Regions from separate parts of the Mus musculus genome. Here region 1 is linked to region 2. A link is a contact called in public promoter capture Hi-C data. All regions are on one chromosome and are shown on one strand. Each heading gives the region's core, a stretch centred on a gene start, on an enhancer-like site or on the middle of the called end of the contact. The rest is flanking DNA. Distances are from core to core; before and after follow the strand shown. Region 1 has its middle 25 kb from the start of Mepe. Region 2 holds the start of Klhl8 (kelch-like 8).

Region 1 (6,194 bases), core at 3,444-5,943, 440 kb after region 2:
GGACCCAAAACATCATGAGACAGGAATGATAAAAAGGCCCCAGGGAGAAAGTGGTGAAGTAGAGAGAGACTCAGTCCAAAAGCAGAAGATCCATGCAGAAATGTTACAATCGAAAAATATTACTGAAAAGTTTGAAAGTTCAGTGGACAAGAAGGAAGGAGGGAATCCAAGAGAGGGTTGTGAAGCTGGAAAAGAAGACGAGAGAGATTATCAAGTCTCAACAGAGAGAAATATCCTGAGAAACATGCGACCCATGGAAACCAATCAGAACCCAAGCAATCACGGTAAAGATGCTCTGGGACCTCTGAGGTGTGACAAAAGCTCTAATCTTTGTGTCATTTAGGTTTCGGGGGCAGGGGGAAAGGGCAGAGCTGAAAAGGTATTTGGAGAAATAATGGGTAAAATGTGCTACCACGTTTGGCAAAAGATAAGAGCCTAAAAATTCAGGATATTATCAAAAATGGGGGGGGAACATAACAAATGCTAGCAAGAGCACAAAGAAAGAAGAGTTCTCACACCATTGCTGGACTGTTACATGGAATAGCCATTATGGAAAGCAACTTCACCAAACAACTAGAAATAGGACTGTCATGTGACTCAGGAATCCCACGGCCGAGCATGTATCCGAAAGAGCAGAAAGCAGCAGTGTGTTAAAGATATTTACGCGATTACATGTTCATTGCAACATTGCTCTCAATAGCCAACACATTAATCAACTGAAGTGTCCACAGGTAAGCCAACAGAAAGTAGATGCAGCCATAAAAACAGCACTGTGTCATTCCCCCAAACGTGGATAAAATCAGACAGTGTTTACATTAAGTAATTCATGCACAGAATAAAGTTCTGCATGATCTTACTTACAATGTGTAGAAAGTAGAAAGTTGGTCTTGAAACATGGACAGTAAAATGGTGGTTTCCAGGGCCTGGGAAGGAGCTGAGGAGAGAGGATAGATGACCAGGAGATGCAGCAAGGTAGGAGGACTGAAAACGAAGGTTCCAAAGAGTAGGCTACAGTTGACAGCTGCATTGTAACTTCAAACTGGCAAGCAGATATTTTTTAATATTTTAACATCAACTAATGATAAATCCTGGAGGTCATGCTCATGGCAATCTCTGTGACATGATTGACTGTGACATGACTGTGGTATGACTGACTGTGACATGACTGATCTGTGACATGACTGACTGTGACATGACTGACTGTGACATGACTGATCTGTGACATGACTGACTGTGACATGACTGACTGTGACATGACTGACTGTGACATGACTGATCTGTGATATGACTGACTGTGACATGACTGACTGTGACATGACTAACTGTGGCATGACTGACTGTGACATGACTGGCTGTGACATGACTGGGCTGTGACATGACTGACTGTGACATGACTGACTGTGACATGACTGACTGTGACATGACTGGGCTGTGACATGACTGACTGTGACATGACTGACTGTGACATGACTGACTGTGACATGACTGATCTGTGGCATGACTGACTGTGACATGACTGGCTGTGACATGACTGGGCTGTGACATGACTGACTGTGACATGACTGACTGTGACATGACTGACTGTGACATGACTGATCTGTGACATGACTGGTCTGTGACATGACTGACTGTGACATGACTGATCTGTGATATGACTGGTCTGTGACATGACTGACTGTGACATGACTAACTGTGACATGACTAGTCTTTGAAATTGTATTAAAGAGCCATGCTTGGTTCCTGTGAATGAATATGTACAATTGTTTATTATGCATCAATTTAAAACAAAGGATGGGGGGGTATCCATTGCTTTGTTTTTTGACAAAGTTTTACTATATTGGCAAGCCTTGAGTTTGTGACCCTCTTGCCTCAGGCTCCTAAGTGTTCTGCTGCCACATCGGGTCTAAATATATATTTATTTATTAAAACAAATTTTAAGTTGATAAAAACCCAATCACTCAAAAACAAACAAACAAACAAACAAAAACCTAAAAGAACATCCCCAAAGGCGATGCTTAAGGAGGCCTGTAGCCAGCCAGAAAGTCACATGGGTTTTCCTGTCTGGGTGGATGGGCAGAGAGTCTGTCTCCACCTGAACTCACTCTTCTAGTCCCTATTAATGGAGGCTTCTGTCTCTGGCCCATGGAAAATGTTAGAAAAATCTGTCATCAAGTTGCTCTCACTCTTGCCAGAGATTGAACCATGCAGCCTGCTTGTTGGAGATAATGAAAGGACAGAGAATGGGGACTTCACTGTTCCTAAAAGAAGAGACTGGCTGTCGGTGTCAGATAGGTAGGCATGGTGCCACATTCACCCTGACTTGGTCTCACCCTTTCATAGCATCATGGTGGCAAAGTTGTGGGGCACTCTGACTCAATTCCCAGCTAGGATGGATGCTTGCTACCAATAGTGGCAAACACCTGGGGCAATCAGCTTGTAAAGGGAAAAGGTTTAGGTTAGCTTACATTTTTGGACACTCCAGTCCATGCTGAAGCAAGCTCATTTCTTTTGATAATCTTTGAGAGCCTAAAACATGGCACTGGACCCCATGTGTTCATGTCTACCACCCCCAGTAGTGCTACCTTGAGGACCACGCATTTTATCAATGGCCTCTGGAGATTCTTGAATAGATGCTCTAGAGTTGCTTATTACCAACGCTTACACGTGTATTCAAGTGGAATCTTGTTGAATGTGTATCTTAGGGAGTTTACCACTACATCCCTGAAAGTGTTTTAGAAATGCCTTCAGAACTCATGGCAACCCCATTCAGCTATCACTTCCTTATTCTCTCAGGAAGTTGATCAGTTTAGAATCGCTAATGTAGCTACTACTGATAGAAGCATTTCATGTTTCTTCATAAATGAACTCCCACAGAGTAGCTGCTGCTATATTCACACACACACACACACACACACACACACACACACACACACACACCACATCACCATGCCACTTCATGTGTGCCAACTCTCAAAGGATGTTGTCATGATTAATATCAGCTTGTCAGGGCTAACAGATGCCCAGGTAAGTTATAAACAGTACTGATGAATGGATCGGTTTTAGGTACACTCTGCTGCTTGATAAACACCTGGACCAAAAGCAACTTACAGTCCATTATTCAGAGAATCTGAAGAAGGAACACAAGGCACAAGCCTGGAGACAGGGCTAAGCAGAGAGTATAGAGGAACGATGCTATGCTTTGCCCCCTTGGGCTTGCTGGGCTGCTTCACTTATACAACCTAGGACTACTTCCAAAGGATAGCACCAGCCGCTGTGGCCTAGGCCCTCCTCCATCAATGAACAACCAATAAAATGCCCCCAAGACATGCTTCTAGGCCAATCTAATGGAGCCAGTTTCTCAGTTGAGGTTTTTCTTTCCTGTTATGTCAAGTTTACAACCAAGAGCAGCCATCACAGGTCTATGGAGGTGTTTCTGAAAGAGGAGAGAATTCAAATGAGCAAGCTAAATAAAATCATTAGGGTAATCCAATACACTGAATGTCAATGTGTGTGTGTGTGTGTGTGTGTGTGTGTGTGTGTGTGTGTGTGTGAGTCTATTTCCCCAGGAATGTGAAAGAAGGGGGCACTTTCTATCTGAATTGTCCAGCTATGCTCTAGGACATGAGTTCTCTGGCCTTCAGACTCAGGCTTTCACACTGCAGCCTCCCAGTTTGTAGGTCTTCAGAACTGAACTGAATCACACCACCAGCATACAGTCAGTGTACCATGGCATTTCTCAGCTCCCATAAATTAAGTGACTAGTTCCCATAAGGAGCCTCCTCTTCCATATGTACATATTTTGTACTGGTTGTATTCTCCTGGCAACTTCTGACTAACACAGGCATGCTGCTATTCATGGAATGAAAACCGTGGAAACCCACAAAGAAACAGGACCTACTGCATAATGAGTGCCTCCTAGTACAAGCAACACAAGCTTTCCTGTTCAAATGACTGGGGGATGCCCTATACTATCTACCACTCCATCCTGTGCTCTGCATATCACACCTGCAGGAGCACATGGCCCAGGGCATCCATCATGTCTCTATACAAATCAACAGCTCAAAATGACTATAAGAACTTCAAGTTGATGTGTTGGTGCATAGTTCACTGGAAGAGCACTTTTGCTAACGTGAATAAGACCGTAAGTTTTAGATATTCTCTCTCTCTCTCTCTCTCTCTCTCTCTCTATATATATATATATATATATATATATGTGTGTGTGTGTGTGTGTGTGTGTGTGTGTGTGTGTGTAAAACATATGGAATATATGTATATATATAAACATGGAATATATATGGAATACATATGTATTTATAAAGCATAAAGCTTTTACATATATATATACATATGCATATATATGTGTATATATATATGTATATATTCCAATTTCTTTTTAAATTAAAGCACTTCATGTGTGGGCCTGTTTTGAGCCCTCAGACTTCGGAAGCCAGCCCTGCACACACACAGGCACACACAGGCACACACAGGCACACACAGGCACACACAGGACCAGCCTCACTGCTCTTCCTCCTCTCTGCAATAGAAACTTACTTTTCTGTTATTTGTTTCCGTTTTTACAAAAGGATAAGAGACTGTTGAACAGAATGTCCTTTTTAAGCCAACAAAGCAGTGTGTCCACAGTGGGTCAGAGGCAGAGCAAGACTCAGGGGCGGGATAGAGCCTCTTCCGGGCTGGAGAAGCAGACCAGGAAGTCCCGGAAATGTCAGCCTGTTTCCCCCTCAAATTCAAACAGAACAGAATATTCCTTCTGTGGGTGGGTTTCAGCAAACACTGTAAAGGCCACTGTATACAAACCTTTCCAGAAGCAACGAGTAAAAGCAATACCAACTCCTACCCCTCTGTCTCACCTCATTTCCCTTGCTTCCTGTGGCTGCCCCGTCCTATTCAACAGACACTCACAAAAATATCGGTTATTAGACAACCTGTGGTTAATTTATATTTTTAGCATGTGCTGCTTGGGCACTGTGTGGTGATTTAAAGGGGCATACTAGCTCTGACAGAGTTTCTCAAATTCCCAGAAGCAACTTCAAAATAACGGTCATTTCTCCCTGGCTAGAAATCAGTTCATGTGTTTATGTCTTGCTACAACAGCGCTAGGAACACAACTAGTTGGTCATGCAGAACTTAACTATGCACCAAAATGATCAAATGGGGAAACACGGTGGAGGAACTGTGCAAACGCCCCCTTTTTCAGAGGCAACGTTGGGTTTAGTTTTAAGTTTTAATCTGGATGCTTTCTCATCTCCCTCCCCCCCCCCCTTACCCCCCAACCCCCACCTCCACCCCGGCCATAGTACAGGGCCTTTGCAATGCTGCTCAAATCTGCCTCTGGCCTGTGGTCAGAGTATCACAGCAACATCACCCTATTTCTAGTCCATTAGTACAACCAAAAATTCTTAGATCATACTCTCTGAAAAGCTTGTATGACATTCTTGAGAGTTCCCAAAGGAAAGCAACCTTTGCTGTCATTGATACTTAGAAGTACTTAGAAGTCAGAGAAAAGCAAGGTGTCATGAAACCATTTACAACAACCATTTGTATTTAACATCCATAAAAGTCTCCTGACAGTAACTCCCTCAGCAGTGTCCATACCATGGCAACCTTGGTTTGACCATGGAGATCTAATCCAGTGGAAATTTGGAATGACCCCGAGGAACAGGCACTTAGATAAATGAGCTGGAATTTCTATGAAACTTCTTATAAAAAGGGAAAGCAAAGAGACAAACTCAGAAATGAAGAGGTCTGACAGTAGAGCTCAGGTTTTTTCCCAAAGCGAGGCTGAGGTGAAAGGTTTTCCAGTCATGCTGAAAATAGAATTTGCTGACAAAGTTATGATCACATTGGAACTACAGCGGGGTTGTGAAAGAAATTTACAGAAAGCATTATTTATTTTTAACTGGAGTATTTCCAAACTACCTCTGGGAAGTGCCTGCCTGTTCTAGATGGTTATTTCACGCCTTCATCTGCCTGCTACCCCCCTCCCACCTCCCCACTCATTTACTAACACCCAGAGGTCACTTAGCAAGCATAAGAACACTCGATGATGTTTAAAACTTTTAGCTAAGTTCTTATTCTGTAACTTAGAAAACTGATGGCAGTGAGATATGTATTTATGGTTGACAAGGTGTCCCTTATTAATTAAAATGGGACATTTGTTCTCTTTTTAAATTTGT
Region 2 (6,735 bases), core at 4,063-6,562:
GAGCACTGTGTCCTGATACATCTGCAGCCACGGATGCAGGCAGCAAGTTTGCTCTAGTCTGTAGGCAACCACTTGACCCTGGGTTTAAGTCGGTTTGTTTCTAGATCTACCTACCATAGCATTTGTTTGTTTGTTTTTCTGGTTTTTCGAGACAGAGTTTCTCTATATAGCCCTGGCTGTCCTGAAACTCACTTTGTAGACCAGGCTGGCCTCAAACTCAGAAATCCACCTGCCTCTGCCTCCCAAGTGCTGGGATTAAAGGCGTGCACCACCACTGTCCAGCTTACCTACCACAGCATTACAGAAAGCTGTTGCCCTCTATCTTTTGGAGAAATATGTTGGCCGTGTCTAACACAAGGCACAAGACTAGCAGAGTCTTGTGAGACACACAGTCTGGGAGTCTATTAGCTGTGGAGGCTTGGGCGAGTCACACAATCACTCAACCTGATGCTTTCCTGTCAGGCGGTTCTGAAATTTAAATGAAGTGATACGATATAAAGTATTTGGCTTTGGATTTAGTTTACATGAGGCGGCCAAGAAATGAATGTTTTTACTGTAATTAAGTACTGGACCAGAGGTTTTTGGGAAGAAACACAATTCTCCAATTAATAATTTTTTTACAGCAGAGAAATAAGGCATGCTTATGGGCATTTTGGGTGCAAATACAGAGAACCCTCCACAGACAAGGACTACTTACATCACCCTGTCAACCTCTTCTTACACAGACAGATACACAGAGATGCGCATACAGTGCTATCTTGACTGAAACACTTTACATACACACACACACACACACACACACACACACACATATACATACATACATGAATGACACCTAAATGACAGTATCATCTGACACCTAAAGAAAAACTACTTTTAACTGTAGTGGATAAAGAGGCTCAGAGAGGGTAAGAAAGCCTATCCAATACCACAGAGGTGTAAGGCAGGAGTCAACATTAGTAAGCCTGACTACATAGCCCAAGTCTCATGACTATCCAAATATGGCACTGGTTCTAACTCCGTGGCTGTGCCTATGTGTGTCTTAATGAGCACCGAAATAGTATCAATAATGATCTCTCCATACAACAAATACTTTCCAACTTCTTAGAGCTCCAAAGTAGAAAGGCACCCATAAAAATCACTCATTTTAAATTGTAGTAATCCTATCAGGATTTTTATTTTCAAAGATGACCACCACTTGTTTTTTACACACAGCTAATCTAATGCAAACTCTCAAGTAAAGAAGTAAAGAATTCTTTATTAAAATGAAGCAGTGGGGCGATCTCATATACAAGAAGCTCCCTACGAGCACCGCCACTGTCCTCTCATGGACGTTTGCTCACATCGTATTTATGAGAAGCCCGTCTGCAGAGACACAGTTCTGCTCCTTGCTTCACAAGTTCCCGAGTATTACAAGATCATGAGCCTTCTGCGTTGTAAAGCATTCAGATTTCCAATAAATCTGCCCAATATCAAAAGGGGGGAAGCTCAAGGAGAAAGATGCTACCCTGTGGGAGCGTGCAAAGCCCAGCACTCTGTCTACCCCTGCTTCTAAACTCTACTGTAAGAATGAATTCAAACTCAGAAAGATACTAATGCTAAGATTCTCAAGATAAATGTAAACTGTAACAAACTAAAACCATAAATTACAATCTAGTACTGGATCTAGGCAAGACAGTTACATTTTTCTGTAAATCATACATGGTATGTGCTTTCCAAACCAACAATTCTAAGTGTCAAAGAAGTCATCAATTAGGATTTAATAAAGCTTTACTCTTTTATTTAAATATTGTGTAATTAAATTTAAATGAATATGGCATAATTATAAGCATGCCACATAAATATCTTCTGTGAAAAGTAAAATAATTTTCTTAGCGTTTGATATTCTGAGAACAAGAACATCCAAATTTTAAAATAAATCAAGTTATCTTTTAGCATTTAAGATAATACTATTAATAAGGCTGTAATACAGTACTGGATCATCTACTCTAATGCTCATCTAAACTGGCAGGCAAGGTAGGAAGAGTCTACTGAGAGTGATGGTCGGCCAGGCCCTGCCTCCAGAAGGCGGCACTCCATCACCAACACACCTCCCACTCTGGAAGGGACTCCATCTGCTTCAAACATCTCATTTTCTCTCCTCTACCACCTCACTCCCATTTTTAAAAAAAATCTGCAAGTTTTCTAATAAAGAAAGCTTGTAGACAGTTGAAGCCGGTGGTTCCTGTAATCAATCTCCCTCTTTCCCTGTGTGTGCGTGTGTGTGTGTGTGTGTGTGTGTGTACAGTGTGTATGTGTGTGTGTGTGTGTGGTGTGTGTGTGTGCGCAGTGTGGTATAGCCTGACAGCACATGGCTTGTCTACCCAAAGCCCCACAATCAACACGAAACACTCTTGCCAAGCCAAATGCAGTCACTTTATGAGATGTGATTGTGAATACTGTAATCCCAGGAACTTGGGAAGCTGAAGCAGGAGGATGTGAAGTTTAGAATCATCCCAGGCTACACAGCAGAATGTTGTCTCAAAAATACAACAAAGTAACAGAGGGAAAAAAAAACCTTTTGAGAAGAAGAGGACTTCCAACCCACTTTGAGTGAGAATCTGTTGAATCGGGCCTACTCTCCAGCAAACAGAGACAGACACAGAACTAATTCTTAGACTCCTGGAAGACCAGAGTTCAGAGTGGGGGGTCGGAGGTGGGGTGGGGGAGTTTCCAAGGTGTCACCAGTCCTTCCTAATTTCTAGGTCTAGTTTGCAGGGACCAATTAAATAAATCATAAGCAAAGAGTCAGGCAGAGGCACAGTCAAGTATTAAAACTCCTGCACCACCGGCCCCTCAGCAACAAAGCGAAGGCAACAATGTCTACACAGCACTGGCCACCAGGGAGGAAACTGCACTGGGGCTGGAAGAATATGCAGTGTAAAATGGCCCCCACATACAATAACGACTTAATCCTCACAATTCCGGGAAGACAGAGGCAGGCGGTATTTTTATCCCTCTTCCCCAGCTAAGGAAACAGGTTCAGATAACAACTTGCCATGATTAAACAGCCAATGAGTGGAGAGCAGGGATTTTAACCCAAGAACTAATTGCAGACCTGAGCTCAGTCCACTATTATACCTCCTCAGAGCAGAGCAAACAGGCTGACCGACCACACATGAGATGCTGGCCCAGGACGCAGTAAACAGCAATTAGTGTATTCAATCTCCAGCACTGCAAAAACGTTTTTTAATTAGAAGATTTGAATATCCGATTTCCTCTTATTTCATTACTTAATATAAAACTTTCTTCCAGAGAAAGATATAATTATACTAAAAAGCCTACCACTAAAAATCATGGCTTTTTGTTTTTTTAGGAAACATTTGTTCCTGCTCATGTTTTTAACTCTTTATATACAAAAATAAATTATTTGTTGAAAATTCAGACATAAGAAATGGCTTAAGCTGGGTGGTGGTAGCATATGCCAATGCTGACTCTGGTGATAGATGCAGGGAGATCTCTCTTGAGTTCATGGCCAGCCAGTCTATAGAGCTAGCTAGTTCTAGGTCAGTCAAGGCTATACAGAAATGCCATCTCGAAAATCTGAAAGAAGAGAAAGGAAGGAAGAAGGGAAGGAGGGGAAAAGCTTAAATACCCATTTTTAGCCTTTTGTTTAGATTTTGCTGCTGCTGTTTTGAGACAAGACAGGCCCAGGCAGGTCTCAAACTCAGTGTAGCTGATGATGACTCTCAGCTTCTGGCTCTCCTGTCTCTCAAGTACTGGGATCACAGGTACACACCGACACATCCAGTTTGTGCAGTGCTGGACATGAAACCCAGGTTAGGCAAGCACTCTATTTGAACCCTAACATAAAGGACAGAATTTTGAGAGATCATGAAACATCAGTGTAGGTTCTGATACCACGAGGGACTTTACAACAGGGAGGTTGGGTTTCTGTAGGAATGGGGAAATTATACACTCTGGTTAGCTTTCGCTGTGACTTCAAATTAGGATTTGGAATTTATTAAGGAATGTGTAACGTTACAAATTAATAGCACTAACAGTTATCAAATGCTAAAAGAATAGTTTTAAACGTAAAAATTCAGACTGGAGATGTACTCAGTGGTAAGTAGTGTGTTCTCCCGGCATGCTCAAGGTTGGGGGGTGGGAGGTAGAGTGGAGGGGGAGGGGTAGAATAGGAGAGGAGGGGTAGAAAAATATAAGAATGAATATAAATCCAAGCGCATACAGCTGAATACAGCATCTTGTGACTTCTTTTTATACTTGTGTTCCAACTATTTGGTATTTTCAAGGCAACATGACTAAAGTTTTAAGTAGGTCAGTTGGTTTGACTGACAAACCAAAAAATAGGTGCCAGGAGAAAGCAGGCAGAGAAGCAAAGGCTAATGATAAAGCTACCTGCACGCAGTTCACAAGCTCTGGTAGCACTAGCAGAGGGTCTCTGCTCAACTAAACGTACCCCACCCGCCCCTTAGCACGGCCAGGGCTCACGGAAGATGGGGAAACAAGACTGAAAACAATTAACGAGGGGGGGGGGGGCGGGGAGAGAGAGAGAACAGCATTAAATAGAAAAAAGAAAAAAAGAAAAAAAACCCACGTGTACCTGGCAGGTTAATTACTGTGGCAACCCAGGTTCTAAGTAAGACCTATTGCCCAAAGTATCTGCCTACGCTAATACCTTAAGGTAAGAAGCAAAATATAAAGGTAGGCAATTAAAGCAGGTTGGCAAGAATATTCAAAACTGCGAGGATTTCCACGAAATGCATGATAATAAATACTGCCTGCAGGAAAAGGAAGGTAACAAGCTCCCCAAACCGTAACATCAGGGCCGTGCAAGCCCGGGAGACGGTTGGGAACCCCAAACTGTGTCCACAAATCGGGGACCCTCCCTGGAGCAAGCCACGAGCTCAGCCTGGAGCAGCGCCACCCGGCCGGGTACGGATTTTGCAGGAGCCCCGCGAACCCCGGGAGGGGGACACCCCTGAAGTCGCCCAACCCGGACCCCGAGCACCTGCGCCGCCGCTCAGGACAGCGCGGCCCGCGAGGCCCGCCCGGATCCCTTCGGTTCCCCGAGGGAAGGCGCCGGCGCCGCCCGGCAGCTCCTCACCGACGCGAGCGCGGGTGACCGCTCCAGGCTGAGACCCGCGCGCGGGATAACGCAGCGGTTACCTCTGTCCGCGGCCGCCGCGCAGGCCGAGCCGCCACACCCGCTCCGCGCCGGCGCCGCGCCAGCCCCGCTTGGACACCCCGGGGACGCGCTCACCGGCCCGACCGCTCGCTCGTGCCCGGCTCGGCCGAGCGCTCTTGAGAGCCGCGGGGGCGGGGCGGGGCGGGGCGGGGTGGTGAGGCACGAGCGTGCTGCGCGCCGCACTCTGGGAAATGTAGTTCTCTGTTGCCTCTTTGAAGAGCGCGCCTGCGTTTCCCTTCCATCCCTCCCAGTATTCATCCCCTGCGTGGGGAATATCCCAGATTTTATAGCTATTCCTATCAGTTTTATCTCATGCTCTGCAAAATGTATACAAAACAGCTTGTGTCTGCAAAGCAAGGAAGTAATTGAACTAAATACCGAGTGTTAAACACAATTGCTAGTATAAACTGGTGAGATAAGGCAAACTCTCAGTAAAGTTGCTGGAAATGTAGGGAAAAAGAGCAAGGGCATATATTAGGATAGTTCCCTGAACTCTTTTTTTCCAGGGCATTCTGAAGCTTCCAGAATCTTCAAAGCATATTCGAAATGTAGCCATAGACCAGGTGGCTTGGTGCAGGAAGATAAGGTCAGCTGTTCCTGTGGCTGAGATATAAAGATACAAATTGGATCCAGCCTAGGCAAACCACAGAGACTCCAGCTGGGCCTGAAGGAGACAGGTGTCATCACCTGCTCACTTGCACTGGTTTGCTTGTGCCAGCTAGACCCCAAAGGTCCCAGAACCTGCTCAAACATCACCCACGGGTGGGAACCGTTGCCTTAGGGCCACTTCTGCAGGGCTCCTCGAAAATGAGGATCCGAAGTCCCCTGAAACAGAGAGCTCAAATCCATCCTTCTTCCTCAAGTGGTTTTGGTCACGTATTTCGGTACAGTGAGAATAAATTGCTACAACTCTGGACCTAGAGAGGAATTTCTGTTGGCATAGCGGGTTCAGGCAAAAATAATAATAATAATAATAATAATAATAATAATAATAATAATAATAAATCTTAAAGTTAAATATTCATAGCAAATGGGGAAAAAACGAGGGAGCGGGGCAGCCAGGACAAGGACCTGTCCTTAGAGGGATACATCCATAACAACAATTTCACCTAATTATTTTACATATCTATAAAGTGAAGATAAACTAAAAAGAAACGAAGCATGTGGTTTTCTAAATCTAGAGATTTTTCTTAGCTTCATTTGAGAATACACAAGCTGGTTCATAAACAGAGGATATTAGACTCCCCTACCCTGATCTCTATGAATTAAAACCAGAAAGGATGTGATGACACCTCCTGAGTAATTATCTGATTGCACTGGGTGGGAATAAACGGTAATGTTAAATCCCAGTCGGCATTTGCATTTTATATTTTAAGTCTCCCCCTCTAATCCTGGATTAAAAGGCTTTAAACCTCCACCAACATTTCAGATGCTGTCTGCAAATGGATTCGGAAAACTTAATCAAGAAGACAATTTCATCTTCATCTGTAAAGGAGATGAAGCTTGCAGGCAGCAGCAGGAAAGTCTGGACAGAGTTGCGGAACGTC

The links. Promoter capture Hi-C pulls out the DNA fragments that hold promoters and counts their contacts.
Region 1: a contact with region 2 is called in a promoter capture Hi-C map of pre-B cells. The contact joins the enhancer-like site here to the promoter of Klhl8 in region 2. A contact is called at or near these places in 8 of 39 promoter capture datasets (the 3T3-L1 cell line, 3T3-L1-derived adipocytes, cranial neural crest and 4 more), 1 of 15 datasets of contacts at CTCF or cohesin (embryonic stem cells), 9 of 484 Hi-C or Micro-C datasets (cortical neurons, embryonic stem cells, nephron progenitors and 1 more), 3 of 115 datasets of contacts at active chromatin or transcription factors (astrocytes, embryonic stem cells and forebrain) and 1 of 9 other capture datasets (embryonic stem cells).

What each region holds. Positions count from the first base shown.
Region 1 is chr5:104,347,393-104,353,586 of GRCm38.p6, forward strand. No RefSeq gene overlaps it. Among named protein-coding and RNA genes, the nearest start is that of Mepe, 25 kb to the left of the region's middle. Within about 2 kb of position 4,694, at least 24 of the 459 cell types and tissues checked have an H3K27ac peak or open chromatin away from gene starts, as enhancers often do. A contact at or near this core is called in cortical neurons and pre-B cells, where this site is marked.
Region 2 is chr5:103,905,947-103,912,681 of GRCm38.p6, forward strand. Klhl8 (kelch-like 8) reads right to left here and starts at 5,313. Exons shown (of 10, transcript NM_178741.4): 1 at 5,170-5,313.